Linked DNA regions of Oryctolagus cuniculus: region 2 is linked to region 1. A link is a contact called in public Hi-C data. All regions are on one chromosome and are shown on one strand. Each heading gives the region's core, a stretch centred on a gene start, on an enhancer-like site or on the middle of the called end of the contact. The rest is flanking DNA. Distances are from core to core; before and after follow the strand shown. Region 1 overlaps PPP1R16B (protein phosphatase 1 regulatory subunit 16B). Region 2 holds the start of PPP1R16B (protein phosphatase 1 regulatory subunit 16B).

What was found. Hi-C and Micro-C count contacts between places; a contact is called where the count stands out from the background.
Region 2: a Hi-C map of an unstated tissue shows a contact between it and region 1, with 1.5 times the contacts expected there. The contact joins the promoter of PPP1R16B here to the enhancer-like site in region 1. A contact is called at or near these places in 2 of 6 Hi-C or Micro-C datasets (ear pinna and an unstated tissue).

The regions. Positions count from the first base shown.
Region 1 is chr11:19,972,174-19,976,091 of mOryCun1.1, forward strand. All of the region lies in intron 2 of PPP1R16B (protein phosphatase 1 regulatory subunit 16B), which reads right to left. Among named protein-coding and RNA genes, the nearest start is that of FAM83D, 40 kb to the left of the region's middle. Within about 2 kb of position 2,463, at least 2 of the 8 cell types and tissues checked have an H3K27ac peak or open chromatin away from gene starts, as enhancers often do.
Region 2 is chr11:20,052,325-20,055,676 of mOryCun1.1, forward strand. It overlaps PPP1R16B (protein phosphatase 1 regulatory subunit 16B), which reads right to left and starts at 1,401. Exons shown (of 11, transcript XM_051846107.2): 1 at 1,275-1,401.

The DNA of each region.
Region 1 (3,918 bases), core at 1,213-3,712:
AAGAGGCCTCTATGTCCCTATCCAGAGTAGGTTTCTGGAAGGTCCTACTCTCAAGAGGCAAGGGTTCCAGCTCCATGGGGTGGGCCATGGAATAGGCTTCCCATCCAGAAGACACTCTTTGAGACTAAAAATAAGCATTGGCTGCCAAAAGCAGCATCTGTGCACAGTCATTATTGGGGTGCTCTCTGTGCTGCGGGGGAGCCCAGCCATGTAATTACCCTGATGTCGGGCAGTTATTTTCAGCCCGAGAGGTGGGACAAATCACCCCTCTCTCTAAGAAGCCCTTAACAGTCAGAAGCCAAGGCCACCTCGGCAGTTCCACTTCCCAGCTCTAGATGGGAGACCGGAGCCTGGCTCGGGGCCCAGCTGGCTGGAGCAACGTCCCCACTACCCAGTGCATGAGCAGCTTCCCTGCCCCTGGGCTCAGCACAAAAGGAGTCCTCTATCAAGGGTATCTTCTATGGAGCCTCTCCTAGGCACTCGGGTCAGTGCAAAGCTACTTTGCTTCAGGGGAGGAGACAGAGGGTCAGGGAGGCGCAGCCCATAGTCACACACACACACACACACACACTCAAATGCAGGGGCAGGGATGTGGCACCAGACCTCCCTGATTTCAGAGTGGGCTGTCCTACTCCAGCCCTGAGTCCAGGAATGGGAACATGCATTCCTAGGGTTGGGCAGAGGGTCCAGACCTGCACTGAGAACTGGTGTGGAGAGGAGGGTGATGGGAGAACAGACAGCAGTCACCTCTGCTCTGGAACTGCAAGCATCAAAGGCCCTCAGGTCCCAGGTCAAGTCTCTTCTTGCAGACAAAAGGGCTCAGGAAGCCACAAATAGGACAGAAGGGACTACAGCTGCCATGTGTGTATGTGTGTGTGTGTGTGTGTGTGTGTATCTGTGTGTGCTGGGGTGGGGGAAGGAACAGTTAGGTCTTTTAGGGCCTTTTTATTTTTTAAATGACTAAGTCTTATTTTTCAGATTATTTATTTATGAGGGATAGAGAGAGAGTACCCATCTGCTGGTTCACTCCCCAAAGGCCCACAAAGGCTGGGGCTGTGACAGGGTTGAAATCAGGATCCAGGAACTCAATCCAGGTGGGTAGCAGGAACCCAACTGAGCCATCGCTGCTGTCTCCCAGGGCTTCCATCAGCAGAGGCCGGAGTCAGGAGCCCGAGGCAAGAATCAAAGCCAGGTAACCTGACGTGGACATGGGCATCCAAACAGCATCTGAAACCACTAAGCCAAACCCTGCCCCAGGACCATCTTAAATGTAAATACGCTTCCCCTCACACCCTGCTTAAACCCCTCTCACGGCTGTACTTTGCTGTTAGAATCAGGGAGCTGTGGCCCAGGGGCCAAAGCTGGCAGGCAGTTTTATTGAACACAGCCACACTCATTCATTTGCATACCGCCTACGGCTGCTTTCACTGTACAACAGAGACTGCACGGCCTGCCCAGCCTAAAGGACTGACTCTGGGTCTTTTCTTTCCAGAAAAGGTCTGCAGACCCCTGGTCTTCAAAATACCATATGGCATGGTCCCACCTCTAACTCCAGGGGTCACTGTTCTCATCAAAACCTCTGTGAATGGGGGGGTGCCTTGGAATTGAGCAGTGTGCAGCCTGCCCCACCATACCCAGATGCCCAGATGGGCCAGTCTTCCTTCCTCTCTGGCCTCATCTCTTGCTTTCTGAGCATTCTGCACAATGACAGAAACTGGTGTGGGGCCTTCGGGGTTGGCTGGGGCTCAGGGAGCACAGACAAGAGGCGTAGTCTCCCCCCTCCAGCTGGAGGACCGCCACTGCTGGTAGCCCACACTCAGGTCTGCTCCTGGCCCACAAAGCCCCAACTCCTAGGCCTGGCCTTCAGTTGGACAGTGACCTGTGTGTTCTGTGCACTTGCTTAGCTGTGGCTTTAGGTGAGTTATTCCTTCTCTCTGTGCCTCTGTGTCATCTGTACAAAGGGGGCCACAGCACCTCCCCGGGGAGGCTGCTGGCAGACTAAGCATGGCAGTGCCTGAGAGCTACTATTATCATTGATTTTAAAAATTAAAATTAAAAACAATCACTGAGCTCCTGTCTGGGTCGCAACCTGTGCTGGGTTCTAGGGATGCAGCCATTGACATCTTGCATCTCTCACGAGCTCTAGAGCTGGTCGTACAAGACAGAGTCTCTCTCCTGGGAGCTCCGGGCACCTGCTGGTGCAGGATCACTGCCAGGCCCCAGTCGGCGGCCCACCAACCCCTTACCTAGGCAGGAGGCTCCTGGGAGAGCAGAACAGTGGCTCAGCCCCTCCTCCCTCGTGTAGCCTGCGCCTGGCGCCAGTCCTTCCCCTCCGCCCACACCTCCCTGGCAATCTGGCTGGAATCTGGGCCAAGCAGGGCCATCTGCTCCCCTCTGTCTCCAGCTGTAGCAAGTGAGGCTGCACCAGTCATCTCGGCAGGAAGCTGGTGGCGGCTGCCTGCGCGAGGAGAGTTGCTGCTGACAAGCTTGTGTTTTCTTTGGCATCTCCACCGCCTCGGCCCACGGAGCAGGCCTCAGGCTGGCTGGTGACATGGACCACAGGTGCGGTTCCTGCTCTTGCCCTGGGGGCACGGGGACAGGGATACAGAGGTGTTTGGCCACTGCAGGTGGGCCCTGGGCCATCTGTGTCTTCCTGGGGTTGCCCTGAGGCTGAGCTACAGTCACCTGACCATGTGACTAGCACAGTCCCATCCATGTGGTGCCCACTTAACCCAGTCCTCCCTTCTCACCCGCCCGTCTGAGGCCTCACCCTCCCATTGCCTCATGATCCTGTCCTGCCTTCCCCAGCCCCACTGCACCCTGCATGACCCCACCCTCCCTTGAATTGCTCACTAATTCAATCCTGTTGGTTTCTTTCTTAAAGCAAAACAAAACAACTGAGCTCCCAGTCTCCCAGTTTGCCTGGCATCCTCTTTCTTGCTACCTGGAACCTGCAAATTCCTCTTTATCCTTCAGATTCCAAGCAAAACATCACCTCCTCTGGGAGGCCTCCCTAACCCCAGGGAGTTTCCCAAGTCTCTCCCGCACCATCCTGCAGGCCTCCATCTGTACTCTGCAGTGGCACCATTTCAATGCCCACAGAGCTACTTGTTCCAGGGCCACCAGACTGTTTCTTGGTGTCACACTGCAGACCTGGGCACCACTAGGAGTGCGACTCTGGACTAAAGAGCAAAGAAATGAGTGTGCAAGTGCTCTTCCCGGAGCCCCTCTCAGCAATGCAGCTGGATTTAGAGGCCGATCGTGGGAGTCCCTCAGCCCCAACCCACACCCTCATCTCTCCAGGCTGGTCACAGGGCATCTGCCATCTCCCTAACACCCAAGATCCCAGTCCTCATCTTCTCTGTCTTGTGTTCTGGGTTATTCTGTCTATAACCTGGCACTAAGTGGGCATCAGCCATGTGTTTACATCCACCAAATTGGTTAGTCCTCCTAATCCAGTTATGAAGATACTGTTAACCAACTGACTGCTATTTTTGCCCCTAATTTCCAATGGGAAAACTGAGTCAGGTTTGAACACATGAAATGATCTGCCCAAGGCTGCATGGCTGGGAGTGACAGAGCTGCAATTTTAACCTAGGCTGGCTCCAAAGACTGAACATTTAAGCCCTAAACTAAAACAGTGCCCAACAAGAACCTAGGGAAAGGACGGGGGCAGTAGAGAGATGTGTAGTACGGCTGCGGGTCTCCCGGCGAAGACAGCCACAGAGATGGCAAAAAGCAAAAAGGAAAGACAGGGCATTGTGGGTGAAGTTCAGTGTTCTAGAACATCATTCTCACAGCCTTTGCCCACACCCCCTGCTCTCATTTTCCAAGGAGGCCACTGAAGCAGTGTGGCAAATAACCGACAGCTCTGAGCCCGTGCACCAATGCTTCCTCGCTTTGTCCCCGTGCTGCAGC
Region 2 (3,352 bases), core at 151-2,650, 79 kb after region 1:
AGGGCGATTCAGAGGCGGCACCTGGAGCTCAGGGCCGCCCAGAGCTGGTGGGCGCTTCTGACAGCGAGAACAGGGGCCCATTATGTGCAGTGCAATCACATGGGCGCGCAAGCAGCTCGGTTTTCGGTTCTGAGAAGCGCCGGTGCAGCAGCATCTCTCTCCCTCCGCTCCCGGGCGGCCCGGAGCGCCAGGTCCCAGGCCTGGCCCGCGGCGGCGGCGCTCCGCTGGGCTGCCGGGAGGACCACATTCAAAGCTCGCCCAGCCCAGTGATCGGCCTGGGAACTGGGCGCTGCATGGTCGGCGGTTCCAGCGTAGCCGCAGGCCGCCCGCGGAGGAGAAAGCGGAGGAAAGGAGTCCACACCAGGAAAGGAGGCGGGCAGCCAGCGCCTCCGGCTCCTGGCTCCCTGCTCCCAGCCCCAGGCGGTCTGGGTAGCTCAGCCAGAGCGCTCCGGGTGACCTTGGTGGGGGACCCCCTGTTTGCGACCTCTCTGGGGCGGGCTGCGCGGTTTCTACACATCCTAGGCGCTCGGGGGCGCTCCTTCCAGACGAAGTCGATGAGCGGGACTCGCGAGGAGAGGAGCGCTCCCAGCGCGGGGTACCCAGCAGCCCGCGCACGGCGGCCCCAGGGAGAGGCCGGGCGCACCTATCTCGGGGAACTCCCCTGCGCCAGGGTCGCCCCGGGCTGGCGGTCACTGTCAGCAGGATCCCGCAGCGGGGCGGGTCTACAGGCAGGGGTACCTGCCCTGGGGACCCTTCTCGCCAGGCCAGGAGTGTGCCATGCGCTCTGCCTCTGCCTGAGGCGACCAAGCGCCGCCACGCGAGGGGGCGGCACCCCGGTGCCCAGAGACTGGGCGCGGGGGGCGGGGCGGGGTGATGCTCTGTGGCTCGGGCGGCGGGCACTGCGCCCCCCGGCAGACTGCGGCCCGAGTCCAGAACCGCCCAAGTACCACTGCTCCCCACCCCAAGATCGGGCCACAACATCCCCAGCCAACAACCTGCCAATACGCCCCCTGCCTCGGCCTTGTCACCGGAGCTCGAGACCCGGGAGAACGCCCCCACCCCATCAAGGCTCTCTCGCCCCGCGCTCTCGGTACCCGCCTTTCCAGCGCCCCCACTCCCTAGTTACCTTAAGCTCAACGACCCTTGGCCAAAGCGCCCCGCGCCTCCTCCCCCAGCCGGGTTAGAGGCTGGGATCAGCTCCCTCCCAGACCCTCGCCACCCGCGCTGTCACGCCGCAGAGCGCAAGAAGCGAGGCGGCGCCGCTGGGAACTCACCCGTTCTCCCGAGCCGTGCCCCCGGCGGCTCCCGGCCCTGGCTCTGCCCGTCGGTTCCTGAGCCGCAGCTGCTCGTGCGGCTACAGAGCCAGCTCTGCTCGGTCCGGAGCCTCCGCGCCGCCCCTCGGCTCCTCCCCCAAGGCGGGGCCTGGGCTCGCGGGAAGGGGGACGGGCACGCGCCACCCGGCTAGCCGGAGAGCCGGGGGAAGGGTCCCAGCGCCCTCGGGGTGGAGCGCTCTCCCTTAAGCAGCTGCAAACTGCAAAGGGTTGGGGCGCGGCCGGGCTTGGGAAGTTTTTCTTCCGCTCCCCCTCATCCCCACCCGCACCCGGCAGGGACTGAGAGGAGGCGACGACCACATGCTCGCCCCCATTTTACAGATGGGCTTCGTGAAGGCCAGAGAGGCCAGGAGTCCAACCCCGCGCCGCCTGGGTCCCAAGGCTTCCCCGCTCGTCCGGGGGCCGGGCCAGGCCTTGCCCAGGTGGCAGGTCCGTGGGGGCGGGAACCCTGGCTCCAGAGCATGCGGGCAGCGCTCTGTGCCGCAGATCCGCATCGTTTCCTCTTTCTGGGGAGAAGGGAGGTGAATCGAGGGCGGAAGGAAGTGGTCGCACCTCCGCGGGCCTCTGCCACTGTTAGAGAAATGGGCTGCCTCTAAGATTTCATGCTGAAAATACAGAGAACATTAACGCTGGCCTCTGTTGTCCCTGGGGCTGAAGACCCCTGCACCCCGGGCCTTTCTCTACAGGACAATGGGCTTCGCTGTCATTGAGTTGCTATTAAGAGTCACCGTCCCCTCCCTCCAGAAAGAGGAGAGAAAGTTAACAAACAAAAGAGAAAAACATCCCCAAACATTCTCTGGAATCCACACTGGCTGAACACTGACCCTAGAACAATAGGGTTCTCTTCTGCACAAAGGGCCTTGTTTCCTGAGCTTTCAGAGGCCCCCAGATTAGAGGCCTAGGAACCCAGGGCCCACCAGCTGGGGGGTGGGGTGAGGGGCGGGGTGCAGACAAGGTTGAGGAGTTTGGGGATGGTTCCCAGTTAATTGGATTCCCAGCAGCCTCGTTTAGAGAACTCACGGTGGTGTTGTGTGGAGGCTGGCGGTTTCCACCGGAGGTCACTGAGTCCCAGTTTGCTGAGGACACTCAATGACCTTCCATGGAGGAGCCAAAACCGGTGGGTTGGGTTTGTCCCAGGCCCCCAGACTCCACCCTTAAGCCTCTGAAAGTCCCCCCTCATTTGACTCCTAGTTCCCGCCCAGGTCATTAATAATCCAGTTGTGAACGACACTGTTTCAGCAGGTGCAGTTAGAGCAGAGCAGGTGGGGGAAGACTTAAAGTGATATTCAAAATCACCCAAGGGGACCATTGTTCCCTGCAGCAAGCTTCCATTGCTTTATGATGGAGAACTGTGGGCTGAGAGGGACTCCAACTCTCCAAGGTATAACTTGGAGCTGTAATCCTGAAATGAAGTTCTCAAGGCAGACGGGGCAATCTCCCAAACCCCCACGGTGTGCTTTTCCATTCACGTCTCTCACGGTGTCAGATACCAAAAGTTAAAATACTAGTGTGCCCAGAATAATCTGGATGATTCACACTTCCTGATTGCAAAGTTACTAAGCTCCATAACCAAGAGAGTATGGCAGGGGTGTAAGGATGGGCCATGCATTAAAGCAGAGTCCAGACCTAAACCCCTACATCTGCAGCCAATCAGTTGCAAAATCAGTTGATTTTCAGCAAGAGTGCCAAAACAATTAAGTGGGAAAAGACTGATCTTTTCAGCAAATGATGCTGCGACAACTGAGTTATCAGCATGCAAAAGAACGAAGCTGAACTCCTTACCTCACACCATATACAAAATTAACCCACAAGGAATCGGACTCAAATGTTAGAACTCAAACTGTTAACACTTCCAAAAGGGAAACATAGCATAAATCACTGTGGCCTTGGATTAAAGAATGGTCTTTCAGAATGAAACCTAAAGCATAAGCAACAAAGGGCAAAACAGGTAAACTGGACTTTATTAAAACATGTGTGCTTCAAAGAACAACACTAAGAGAGTGAAAAAATAACTGTTGCAG